Linked DNA regions of Mus musculus: region 2 is linked to region 1. Evidence: chromatin contacts called from public HiChIP or PLAC-seq data. All regions are on one chromosome and are shown on one strand. Each heading gives the region's core, a stretch centred on a gene start, on an enhancer-like site or on the middle of the called end of the contact. The rest is flanking DNA. Distances are from core to core; before and after follow the strand shown. Region 1 overlaps Gm9991 (a long non-coding RNA gene). Region 2 has its middle 11 kb from the start of Lrrfip1.

The links. HiChIP or PLAC-seq counts read pairs in DNA pulled down with a chosen protein or histone mark.
Region 2: a contact with region 1 is called in a FOXA1 HiChIP or PLAC-seq map of pancreatic cancer cells. The contact joins two enhancer-like sites. A contact is called at or near these places in 1 of 39 promoter capture datasets (the 3T3-L1 cell line) and 2 of 115 datasets of contacts at active chromatin or transcription factors (effector CD8 T cells and pancreatic cancer cells).

The regions. Positions count from the first base shown.
Region 1 is chr1:90,674,980-90,681,005 of GRCm38.p6, reverse strand. Gm9991 (a long non-coding RNA gene) reads right to left here. Exons shown (of 3, transcript XR_878398.1): 2 at 5,540-5,864; 3 at 1,351-2,113. Among named protein-coding and RNA genes, the nearest start is that of Gm9991, 3.5 kb to the right of the region's middle. Within about 2 kb of position 2,990, at least 26 of the 459 cell types and tissues checked have an H3K27ac peak or open chromatin away from gene starts, as enhancers often do. A contact at or near this core is called in pancreatic cancer cells, where this site is marked.
Region 2 is chr1:91,039,310-91,045,335 of GRCm38.p6, reverse strand. It overlaps a transcript of Lrrfip1 not described here. Among named protein-coding and RNA genes, the nearest start is that of Lrrfip1, 11 kb to the left of the region's middle. Within about 2 kb of position 3,590, at least 74 of the 459 cell types and tissues checked have an H3K27ac peak or open chromatin away from gene starts, as enhancers often do. A contact at or near this core is called in pancreatic cancer cells, where this site is marked.

The DNA.
Region 1 (6,026 bases), core at 1,741-4,240:
AAAATGAAACCAAAAATACAGCCTCAAATCCTGGAAGAGCAAAACGCAAAGATGTTCATTTGGATAGACACATCTCTAAACTGCCACCAAGCTGAGGATTCTATTTATATAGTGTTTTCTCCAGTTGTTAGCAGCAAAGGCAGCTGAGTCCTCAGCTACTGGAGTTGCAAGACTAGCCAGCTTAGGAAAGCACAGATGCTCCAGAGAATTATGGAGGATTCTTATTCAAACAATTAGCAAAACAGTTTCTGATTTGTTTTAATGGCTTGATGCTTCCTGAAAGGCTGCCATCCTGGGCCTTTCCCCTGGGAACAGTTATCAGGCAATCCTTCTGGAAGAAATCCCCAGTGCTGTAGCAATGTTCTCAGCACTGAGCCTTCCAGAAGAGGCTCAAGAAGACTTAAGGAATAAACATAATTAGGTTCAGGAAGTAAACAACTCACAAGTCCCAGGAAGTTCCTGAGATTACAGGATTCATCAGCACCCCCCCCTCCTGCCCCCAGGGTTATACAAGCAGTAACAACTGCTCAGTAGAAAAGACTCTCTGGCAGACCCAGTGACCTTCAAAGCCATGCAGGGAGCTTCAGGAACTCATCCTCTATGAACTGTCATCTATGTTTGCAATGGGCTTCTTGGTGATAGAGTGGCCTTTGAGCCACTTATGCTCCTATAAATAATCCCAATAAACTGGTTCACTAAGCTAGACTTGGGTAGAATGTGTTCTTTAGTGTGTTGTCTGTGCCCTGTCTGGGATGAATAGACATTTCATCACCTCTCCCTAGGGTCAGTCACATGACAGCCATTTACTTGCCTCCTAGTGATTACTACCCTGCTTTAATTTCTTCTAAGAACACTGACTAGTGATGGATGACTGAGGATCTCCCTTCTGCATGTTAATTAGATACGTTATGCAATGCTTGGATTTACTTGTTTTTGAAATCCACTAAGGAAAAAATCAGAATTCTTCAGGAAAGAATGAAATTCCTCCAGGTGTGTTCTTTGGGTTCTACGATGGAACATAGGATCTGCTTCCAGCTGCCATGGGGCATCATGCACACACACACACACACACACACACACACACACACACACACATGTGCACACTCATACACATGCCATGGCACTTGTGTGGTGCTTAGAAGATAACTTTTGGAAGTCAGTTCTCTCCTTCCATAGTGTGTTCCAGGCATAGAATTCAGATAATCGGGCTTACATAGCAAGAGCTTTTATTTTCTGAGCCATCTCATAAGCCAGACAGCAAATATTTTAACCAAGTTCACATAAGCTTTCAGGAGTGATCTTGGTAGGAAGCAGGCACCTTGGGGAGAATTTTCCATTTTCTTCATGAATTGTCCTTCAATGTTTGCCCAGAACAGTAGAAAGCACATTTAAGGATGCCGAGAAGGATAGATGTGAGCTCCTATGACTTCCTGTTGTTGTGGTAGCTAAGATACTCTCAAGTGCGGTCCAGCACAGCTGCAATGCTGTCAAGCAGAGATGACCACAACCTTCTCTGTAGTCCTGCAAGTCTCTCACACCCGGGACACAGGCACGACCCTTTTCCTTTCTATAATATTTGATTTCCTGTCAAGGGGCTAAGCCAACGGAGCCAAGGGTCCAGATGTTCCCACTACTCCCATCAGTGGCCCCGCCTCCCCCCACCTGCACTGAGACCTCTTGCTCCAGGGAGATGCATCTTCCCTGTGTACATTTGACACCATCTGGAGACACAAATGCGTGACTCCTATTGCCTTCCCTATGCGCAGCAGACTCTGCACTAGGAATGAGTTATAGTTTTTATTTGTTTCTTTCTCTTTCCCTCGAGTCTTTGCTGTACCTTTGCATTAGCAATGTAACACACATGGTGAGAGGCTTTCAGATACAGGAAAGCATGGAGATGATCAGAACCTCCTCTGAAAGCAGCATCTTGCCAGGGCTTCCGGTGATACTCTGACATTTGTACTCTGGGCTGGGTGACACGTGCAGCTTGACATGTAGGCAGAAGACATGGTCTGCAGTAGGACCGGATGCTGCCTTTTTGGTTGACCTTGGTGTCTGGAAGGCTTAGGAATTATCTGCATTTCAGTAGGAATGCAAAGGGTCAGCTTCAGATCTGGGGGTGGAAGATAGATAATAAATTCCCATCTCCACAGACATCCATGCCACAGCTGGAACTGGTGAGCTAGCATTATGATCTTCTCTGTGGCTTTCCTCCCTAAATGTTATTTCCCTAACTCCCTAAATGTTAGCTGGAAACAGGGGAGGGTGGTCAGGAATATCCAGGTGAGCTCAGACATGGTCATACACATCCTTATGAAAGGAGCACCGGGAGATGTGACATACATGGGGAGAAGCTCACATGACCCTGGAGGCAGTGATGGAAGTGAGCCAAGCCCAAGTCAACACCAGAAGCTGGAGAAGGAGGGGGAGGCTTCTCCTCTGCAGTGTCCAGAGGGATGGAAGCCTGTCTGTATCGTGGGTTGCCACTTATTTCAGACTTCTAGTCTCTTTGTTACTTTAAGCCAACAAGAATGTGGCAGTTCATTGCAGAAATTACAGAAAATCAAGGAATCAAACAGAATAGGCCCTGGTATGGAGCCAGGTCCTGGACCCAAAACACACCCAGTGTCAGAAATCAGGAAGTCAGACAGACAAACAAAAGGATAGAAAAGAGGGGTAGAATCAGGATCCAGTGCACTTCAGGTCCCTCCCAATATATAATTCTCCTCTTTGTGTTTCCAAAAGCTACATGTCCTGGGGCTCAGAGATGTGGTTCCATCTCAGCACAGATTCGTACTGAGGGAGCTGCATGCTATCCAACCTGTGAGGATTCAGACAAAGCCCTTCAGGCATATGGCTCTCCAGAGTGTCCAAACGTGAAGCTGACACCTCAAGAAAGAACCATGTCCTGTCAGAATGAAACAGGGATGTGCCTGAGATGCCAGGGGTGGGTGGTAGCACCCATGCACTGGCTCTGAGGGAGCAGGGTTAATGGCTCAGAAGTGGACTCATGTATTAGTCAGCCTTTCAGCACTGTGACAGGATCCTTGATGTCTATACCTTAAAAGGAGGATTTGGGTTTGTGGCTTCAGAGGTTTTGTGGGCCCCATTGCTATGGACCTGTGATAAGGCAGAACATAACCATGGAGGGAGGAGCTGTGTGGTGGATGCTGCTCACCCCAGGGAAACCAAGAAGCAGAAACAGGGGCAAGATAGACCTTTCAAAGACATGCCCCTGGTGACTCACCTCTTCCAACCAAACCCTCTCTCCTTCTAGTCCCTTTAGGTTATGAACTCATTAGTAGGGTAATTCATTGGTAAGGTTGAAGTCAGAGTCCTCACTGAATCAGATCATTGATGAAGCCCGAGTCTTTATGATCCCTTCAATTCCCAGCAGCACTCTCACCTGGGGATGAAGCCTTTGGAGGAGCACTTCATGTTAGAGTTTGAATATGAAACTTACCTCTTATGCTCATGTTTTGAATACCTCATCCCAAGCTGGTAGCACTAATTTTAGAGGAAACTTAAGGAGGTGGCATCTAGCTGGATGAAGGTCCCTGGGTGTGGGTTCTAGGGACTATATTCTCTCTGGTGTCTTTACCAACCCCCTTCCTGCCTCCTGTTGGCAAAGGGGTGAGTAGCAGCCCCTTTCACAGACTCCTGACACCAGGATGATGCTCTCCCCATACTCATGGGGAAGAGTAACCATGGGCTGAACCCTCTAAAACCACCAGCCAGGATAAATCCTACTCCCTCAAAGGGTCTTTAGAGGGATTTGGTCTCAGTGATAGGAAAAGTGAAATAACACACCCCACATCTAAGCCACTCACAGCCATTTCTAGAATATCCTATCCATCCCCCCTTGTATGTCATATTTCATTAGACGTTAGTTGACTCCTAAGGGAACTTGATGGTGAGTTTGCTCTAAGGGTCTCTCAGTGGCCTTCCTCTGTCCTGGAGATTTCCCCTTGAGGTGTTTGTGCTTGCCACCAGACCCCCTTGGGTCCCTGACTGAACTGGCCAGAGAGCAGCTGTGTGTTGCTCTCAGATTTCTTACAGAATGCTGACATCATGTACAGTCCTCCCCAGAAACACAAGAGCCAGGTGGGTATGAGGCAGAACACCCCACTGATAATTCCAGGCTGCGGCAGTGGGTGGGAGCCAGAAACTGAGAACTGAGGTGGAAGTAGCTGACTGGGCTGGGGGTGGGGACTTCCTGTCTGAGCCTGTGAATGATAGGACAAACCTTCCAGACTTCAGGTGGGGGAGGCTGCTACCCCGGGTTTGTGGGCAATCAGTTACCCTTTCCTCAAAGGCAACGCTGTGAGAGCTGTTGCCCGAGAACAGACTCCCTCCCTTTCCCAGAGCTTGGACAGCTGCCAGAGCCTGTCTTCTGGTCCCACAGTCCTGGACTGATAGAGAGCTTTCGGCCATGGAACTGAGAAAGTATCTGACCTTAGTGGAAAAAGCCATCACATCTCCTAAAAAAAACCTGCTCTTCCTCCAAATGCCAATGAGATAAACACTTCCATTCTCCAAGTGGAGTCTCTTCCAGGCAGGAATAGCTGCTCGTTAAGTTTTCTGCCTTACACTTGTGGTTTCAATCCCCATTGGGAAGTTTTGACCATTTGCTGGGTGGGGATGGGTATACGATTAAGAACAAATGTCTTGGCTGTGTGACTGTCAAAGCCCCAGGGACACTAATGCATCCGTGGGATTCAGACTGTGACTCAGCCCAGGGGCAGTGGCAGTTTACTGAAGAAGAGGCGGCAGGGTGGGTGACTCAGCCTCAGAGACTCCCATGAGCAGACAGAGATGGGACCACCAAGACATGTACAGCTCCAAGAAAGTTCAGAGCAGAGAGACACGGGGTGGGGTATGTATCCTGAGCTCTTCTTTCTCCAAAACGTTGGATGCTTCTAGAGGGCTGTGGGTTAAGACTTAGCCAAACTCTCCAGAGTGGTACAGAGCTAGCAAGCTGTGGCCGCATGGAAAAGTTGGTTTTATTCTCCTAAGTCAAACAAACCTACATACAACCACCCCGAGGCTGTGTAGAAAATAGCATAGAACTTTCTAGAAACTCAACCAATCATCATAACTTCAAAAAGGGCCATGCTTCCTAAAGTGTAGATTGGGTTCTAGGGTGTCCCAGGCTCTAGGTGACTCATTCAGAATGTGTGTATGCCTTCAGGGAAGGACATGGGGTCCTGGACACCTGTAAAGTCCTAGGCAAGCACCATGGGCCCTTGGAGAAACCAGCTCAGCTCTGAGTTCTGTTCCCAATTTTCAGCTTTGCAGAGAAGGTGGGAGAAGCAATTAAACAACATTCTTAGCTCACCCTCCAGCTTTTCTTGTTTGTCTGTCACAGCAAAGGCTTGTGACAACCAGGGGGGCATCAACAGGAAACACCAGCATGCCAAAGGGGACAGAAGGCATTCCTGTAAGCACCAAGTATTGGCTTCAGACTCTGACAGTGTTCTGGTTCAGTGAACAGAGGGTGATTGGAAGTTGGTAGCACAACCTAGGGACCCTGACTTACCTTCTTGATTCTGTACTCCCTGAGTGGCTGAGGTGGCTCCTCTCCATGCATGCTCTGGGAATACTGTAGTCAGAATTTCATTCAGTGTTTGCAGAGTTGACTCTGTCACTGTGTACTTCAAGCTGCCAGGCATCTGTCCAGTTCTGAAGATGGCACACTAGGCTGAGTGAGGACGGCACACCATGCTGAGTGAGGCCATTGAGAATCTGCTCCTGCCTGTCAGTGGTTCAGGGCTTCAACTTTCTGTGGAGCAGGCATGAATGGGCTCAGATGGGTACAACATAAGATAATGGCCCCGAACAAAAGGCTCCACCTCCTTAGAGACCTGTAGGTCAGGGTGAGAAGGAGAGAAGAGATCAGGAGGTGGGGAAGACCCTCATGACAGAGAATCTAGCCCAACGAGCTTCTCTGCTTGGTGGGGGTAAGGACACCTGTGCCCTTGGTGGCTTTGTGAGGTAGAGAGAGTATGGAGGAGATGGCCAGGAAA
Region 2 (6,026 bases), core at 2,341-4,840, 360 kb before region 1:
ATATAGACACGGGCTCTAAAATAAAGCCCATTAGGTCAACTTGATGGCAGAGGAAAAAGCAGCTATCTCTGCTCAAAGAATAGTCCACTCAAGGTATTTCAGCCCCAGCGAACGGTGGCATGGGAAGACAAGCTTTTCTGCCCAGGGTTGTGTTCATCAGATAATAGACTACCCAAGGACAAGAAGTAAATTAAAAACTTGTAGCTGGAATAAAAAACAACTATCTCAAAACAGAAAGGAAAAAAAAAAAGAAGAAGTAATACGTGTTTGTCCAAGTCCTATTTAGTTTGCCTGCCTAGGAGCTTAACAATCTAGAAAATATGTAGACTCTCCTTAAAAATCCAGGTCACAGAGGAAATCTTTCCTACCCGAGCTATGTAGAAGTCAACCAGGCTACACATGAGATTGGTAAGTGCCCTTCTCAGAGAGGAAGCACGGGAGATGGAGGAGCTCATTTATAATCTGACTTTACAGGGTATCCATAGCAACCAAGGAGCTTCAAGGGTCCTGAAGATGGAGTCAAGGGTTTACAGAAAAGTAAGATATGTGTGTAGCCTTCAGCTGAAGGTTCTCACACCTAAAATAGCATCCCTAAAATCTACCCCCAAAGGAAAACAGACTGAGCCCACTTCAGCAGATTCCTATGAGCGCAGGCCCACAGTCAACTCCATAAGGATTCCTCTTGCACTCTGGCCCTGAAATTATAGTTCAGGCGAGTCAAAACCACCAGACTACAGAAAACTCATTAACTTGTACCTTTCCGGCTCCTGTGAACTGGATGTCTGTGGAGGAGACTTGGCGCAGAGGGGAATCACTTCACCATTGGAAGATGACGGCTCTAGGTGAGCCTCCTGAGCTCTTGGACAGGGAACCGCATCTGGAGAGGCATGCTTGGCACGGGAGTGGAAATTCTGGAAAAACTGGAGATCAAATAGCTACTCCTGACCACGTCACCTTTATGCCTGCCCGGCTCACTGGGGCAGCTGCCTTTGCATAATGGAAGGGCGTGGCCCCGAGCCCACAGGAGGGTTTCCAAATGGAGGATCTCCTCTGACCATCTTGTCTAACTGCAGCTATTTAGAGTCTGAGGCACCCCTCCCAGGCGTCCTGCTCCAGGAGCACAGCCATGTTGTATGGGTGTTGAACTCTGGGGAGGTCAGCATAAGGGGAGACCTGGCTTTCCCAAGGTCAACCTTACTGACATTTGATGGTCAAAAGACTTGTTGTTGTTGTTAGCAGCTCCATCCATCTCAGTACAGCAACCCAGACTGTCTCTAGATATGGCTTCAGTTGAGAACCCCTGATATAGAGGAGAGCCACATTTACTTCCAAATACCCACAGTGTGGGAGGACATTGACTCCCTAGTCTCTACAGAGGTGCCAGGGTCCTGCACAGCCATGGCTAGACATAACTATATTGGAGAGGGTGGAGAGGCAAAAGACCTCATTTACATCTGCTGTTCTACCCTACGTGGAGTATGAACTCCAAAGCAAAGCTGTTGTCAGGAAGAGACAGAAAGCCAGCAACTCGCTGAGAACCCAGCAAGGGGTGGCTTAGGGTAGAGAGCTGAGAACTGAGATTTCCCAAGCCTTCCGCAAGGCCGTGGAAGTTAAGGATGTGATTTCACGGAGCAGGCTGATAGAGGATTGGAGTGAGGAGTCGGACATTTTGGCTTAGCTTCCTGGCACCTCAGGCAAGGCCTGACTGGAGAACAGCGGCTGAGCATTCAGTCCAGCACCCTAACAGAGACTCCGGGGTGCCCTCAAACTTCCTCATAGAGTTTGGCAGTCAGGCTTGGGAGTCCTGTTCTGCGGTTACTTTCTGAGTTAATGCTAACTAACAGCATGGGACAGCTGGGAGGGCCAGACAGAGTAGGGACCTGATAACACTCAGGTGAGAGAGTGGGGGAGGGGTGGCGAGGTGGTGGTGGTGGTGAGGTCTGTCAACAAATCCAATGTCACATGATCAGTTTGGATGTGAGCTTCTGTAGGCCTTGGGGGCTCTTGGGGGAGCTCTGGCACCTTTTCAGGCAGCTGCCATTGTTCAAGCCCAGAAGGCTGCCGTTGCCCTGGGCTACTTCCAGAGCCTGGTGTCTCAGTTTCTGAACAAGTTATGACTGACAATGTCTGCATACAGCGGCCAAAAGGAAATGTGGGATAAATAGCAGGCTGCCCTAGGTACATGCAGAGATGTAAGCATTTGGCTGCTTCTGTGACTCCCTTAGATACTGTTAGGCGGCTCTTTTTACAGATCCTCATGCCCAGGAGCTCGAACTTCATCCCAGAAGCCGCAAAGGGCCCACCAAAAATATCTGAATAAAGGCAGGAGAGACTGAGCAGAGCCTAGCAGCTACAATACAATTGAAAATCATCCTCCCTGTTCTTCTGCAGACATGTCTTGGCTGCATTCTTCTTCTAGATTGAGTTGAGACTCTGTTAAGCTTTAACCAACCCTCCCTCTAAGCTGAGATTTTTATTTGCAGTTCATCATATTTATAAATTATTTATATTCATAGATAAACATATAAATTATTCAGGGATGGATTAATAGTTTTATCATAGTGTTTGTTACTGAGGAAGAAGATTCGGAACTCTGGTGCCACAGTTTTAAAGCTGCTAAGAGTCCCAACCTCTTTTCTTTAAGTAGAAACTCTTCAATTTATGAACAAGAAGGACACAGTGGCCTTGAGAGCTAGAATAGGCACTGTAACAAGGCAGGACAAGACTTTGGAGCTGTCAGAATTAAACTGCATCTAAAATCGGTGACCTGGCAGATAGAGTCATGTACTCAGGCTCCCGAAAGAAAACAAATTACATGTCTCTCAACAAGACACTCTTGCTGAAAGGTGAAGATCTAATTTTGAATAGTAAAAGAGAAACACTTGAAGCAACTTGGAAAGGAAGCCACCCTTGAGTCGACGAGTCACTGGACAGTTGAAGTTAGGCTGCCTCTGTGCTCCGCAGAGGGGCACTGCGGTCCGAAAGAAAGTGCATAGATCCTAGGGCCACCAGCACTTGCTGGAAATTTCTAGCTCTGGGCAGGTTATGTGACCTCTCTGTATGCCTCAGTTCCCTTGTCTGTAAAATGGGAACAACAATGGTACCTAGTTCACAGGGTTTACAAGGACCAGACAAGCTGTTGTTATAAATATAACAAGGCATAAGTACACATGAGGCCAGTTGGTCTGTGTTATTCCAGCACAAAGCAGCTGAAGGAAAATTCAATCTGCGTCCATTATGCCAGACACAACTTACAAAGGATGTGGTAGTAACCTGTGTCCCAGACAAATCTGCACCGTATTCCCCCCACACCCAGTGAGGCTCCTGTCTGGCCCTCAGCTCAGATCCCCAAACTGGGGGAGCCCCGATTCCAGCAGTGCTGTGAGCTGGTGAAACACACACAGACCTTCAGCATGAGCTGCAGTCAAGGCTCCAGGCTCCAGTGGACTAACCACACTGCTTTTCTTGAGTAAGAGGCCTGAACTTTGTGCTGGTTTCTTTTGGTAAGGCACCTCACTTCCTTGTGGCGATGCAATCTCAAAGGCCACTCTTGGACATCGGCAGCCAGATAAGGAGTTATGACTGTGTTTCTAAAGAATGGGGTTGGGTAACAGGAGCTCAGGAGCTCATAACTTCCCCCTTCGGGTGAAGAGACACCCCCACAGCCCAGATGGCTGTGTACGACATTTGCATGTATGTGTGTATGTCAGTGCATGTGTGTATCAGTGCATGTGTGTATCAGTGCATGTGTGTAGGTGGAGTGCCAAGGCTCACATCCAATGTCTTCCTCCATTACTGTCTTTCTCAGTTACAGAGTGAAGCAGGGTCTCTCAACATACCTAGAGCTGGAAGGCTCACCCAGTCTAGCTGGTCAGCCTTCCCTGGGGAGCTCCTCTTTCCACCTGCAGAGCTCTGGAACCGGATCCTCCACACCCACATGGCTTTACAGGGGCACTGGGGATCTATACGCTGATCTTCACGCTTGTTGGGCAAGTATTTTATCCACAGAATCATTTCCCCAGCCTGGCAGAGGTTTTCAAAGGGGGTGGTGGGGTGGAGGTTACATAGAGACATAATCATTTCAGACTGGAAAAAAAATGAAAACACTTGAATTTTTAATTCTAATGGTCTGTGATTATTAAAACACACAGCACACTCACACCCACAGAAACTACACACACACACACACACACACACATCACATCACATCACGTATGCATAGACAGATGCTCTTGCCACACCATGCATGTCTATGGAGGTTAGGGGACAACCTCCATAGGTAGAGGAGGTTCCTGCCTTTCACTGTGGGTCTGGGGAACTGAACTCAGATCACCAGGTTTGCAAGGCCAGAACTTTGTCACAATGCCCAACTCTTTAATATCTTGTTCTTGTTCTTGTTAATTTCTAATTTTAGCATATTCAACTCCAGGAGATTCAATAAGGCATGCACAGAGATAAAACAGAAATAAGGGAGGGGGCTTAATAATATCAGGTTCTATAATGGCAAGAAACCCACATTAAAATGTCAAAGAGGTCACATTAAATGCAAAAGCTGTAGATGGGTGTGATCCACAGATAGATGAAGAACAGATGGTCCATAGACCGGGATGCTGTTAGCCTTAGAAAGGAACCTGGAGGTCAAAGTTGTACACACTACGAGGACCTTAAGGTCTGTCTGTAAAGTATCGCATGGCTGCAGTTACATGTGGTTCTAAGAAGTTTTTAATTTTGGTTTGGGGTTGTTGGGAATCAAGCCCAGGGTCCCTCTTCTGCTCAGCACAAAATGCTATGTCACACCCTAGCCAGGGTCCCATTGGTGGTCAGAGTCTCAGGGACAGAAGGTGGCACTGTTGGGGCAGAGGCTGGGTGAGGAGAAAATAGGAAGCCGATGTTTTTTAAGTTGTGCAAGAAGACAATGGATGCGGGAAAGATGGTGGAATTTTGTTGTGCTTATTTCGTCACAATTTAAGGAATACTATTTTTAAAAAGCAAGTGCACACTCTTGTTTATTTAACATTACAAAGAGAGGAAGAGGCAAGCCAGGCAAGGTTTCCCCTAGAAAATAGGGGGAGGATGGTGGAATCCCAACTGATTCCAGATGAAATCAGCCACCGAAAAAACTAGGAAATCTTGTGGGGGAGAAGTGCTCAGAGAGTGCAGGGAGCCAACCTCTTGGCTCTGGACAGCTGATCCCCAAAAGCAGAATCTCACTGACAACTCCATGTGCATATTCAGGCTACCACCACCAGGGAAATAACAGCCAACTGGGCGTGGCCAGCTGGTGTGGCACATTGGCAACTGCCAATTTAACTTGAAGACGAGGACTAAGGATGGAAGACCCCCATCCCTTACCTAGTTTGTGAAAAATGCTGAGCTATATCCCCAGCCAGGGGAAGAGATTATCAACATTGTCTTCTTTCATTAAGCAATGATGGGGTGTGGAGAAGGCTCTGTGGGCAGAAGTGCTCGGTACACAGGCATGAGGACTCAAGTTCAAGTCCCATAATCTATATAAAAGGCAAGGCTATAGGGTGCCTGTCACCCCACACTAATGGACATGGAGACTGGAGGAATGCTGGCCCTTTCTAGTCACCAGCCTAGCTCCAGATTCAGTGAGAAACCCAGTCTCAAAGGCATATGCCATAGATGATAGAGCAACACACACACACAGAGCAATGGCATTTATGATAAGACTGTGATAGGATGCAACCTCCTCATCCATCCAGCTTCATGCCTTCTTTCTCTCTTCAGAAAATAAACAAGCAAAACCAAAACAGACGAGAGAGAGAGAGAGAGAGAGAGAGAGAGAGAGAGAGAGAGAACAGGAAACATTCTGAGTTGGCCATCTACTGCTGGGCACTGGGCCTCCCCGTAACTGTCATTTGTATATCTGGTGAGACTCCTTTGCAAGCATGCATCAATTGGAGCCAGCTTCTTGGTTAAGATGAGTGCCCTTCAGCGCTGGGACCCTGTCTGGCTTGACTTAGGCAGGTCCACATGCTGCCACAGTCTCTGTGAGTTCACAT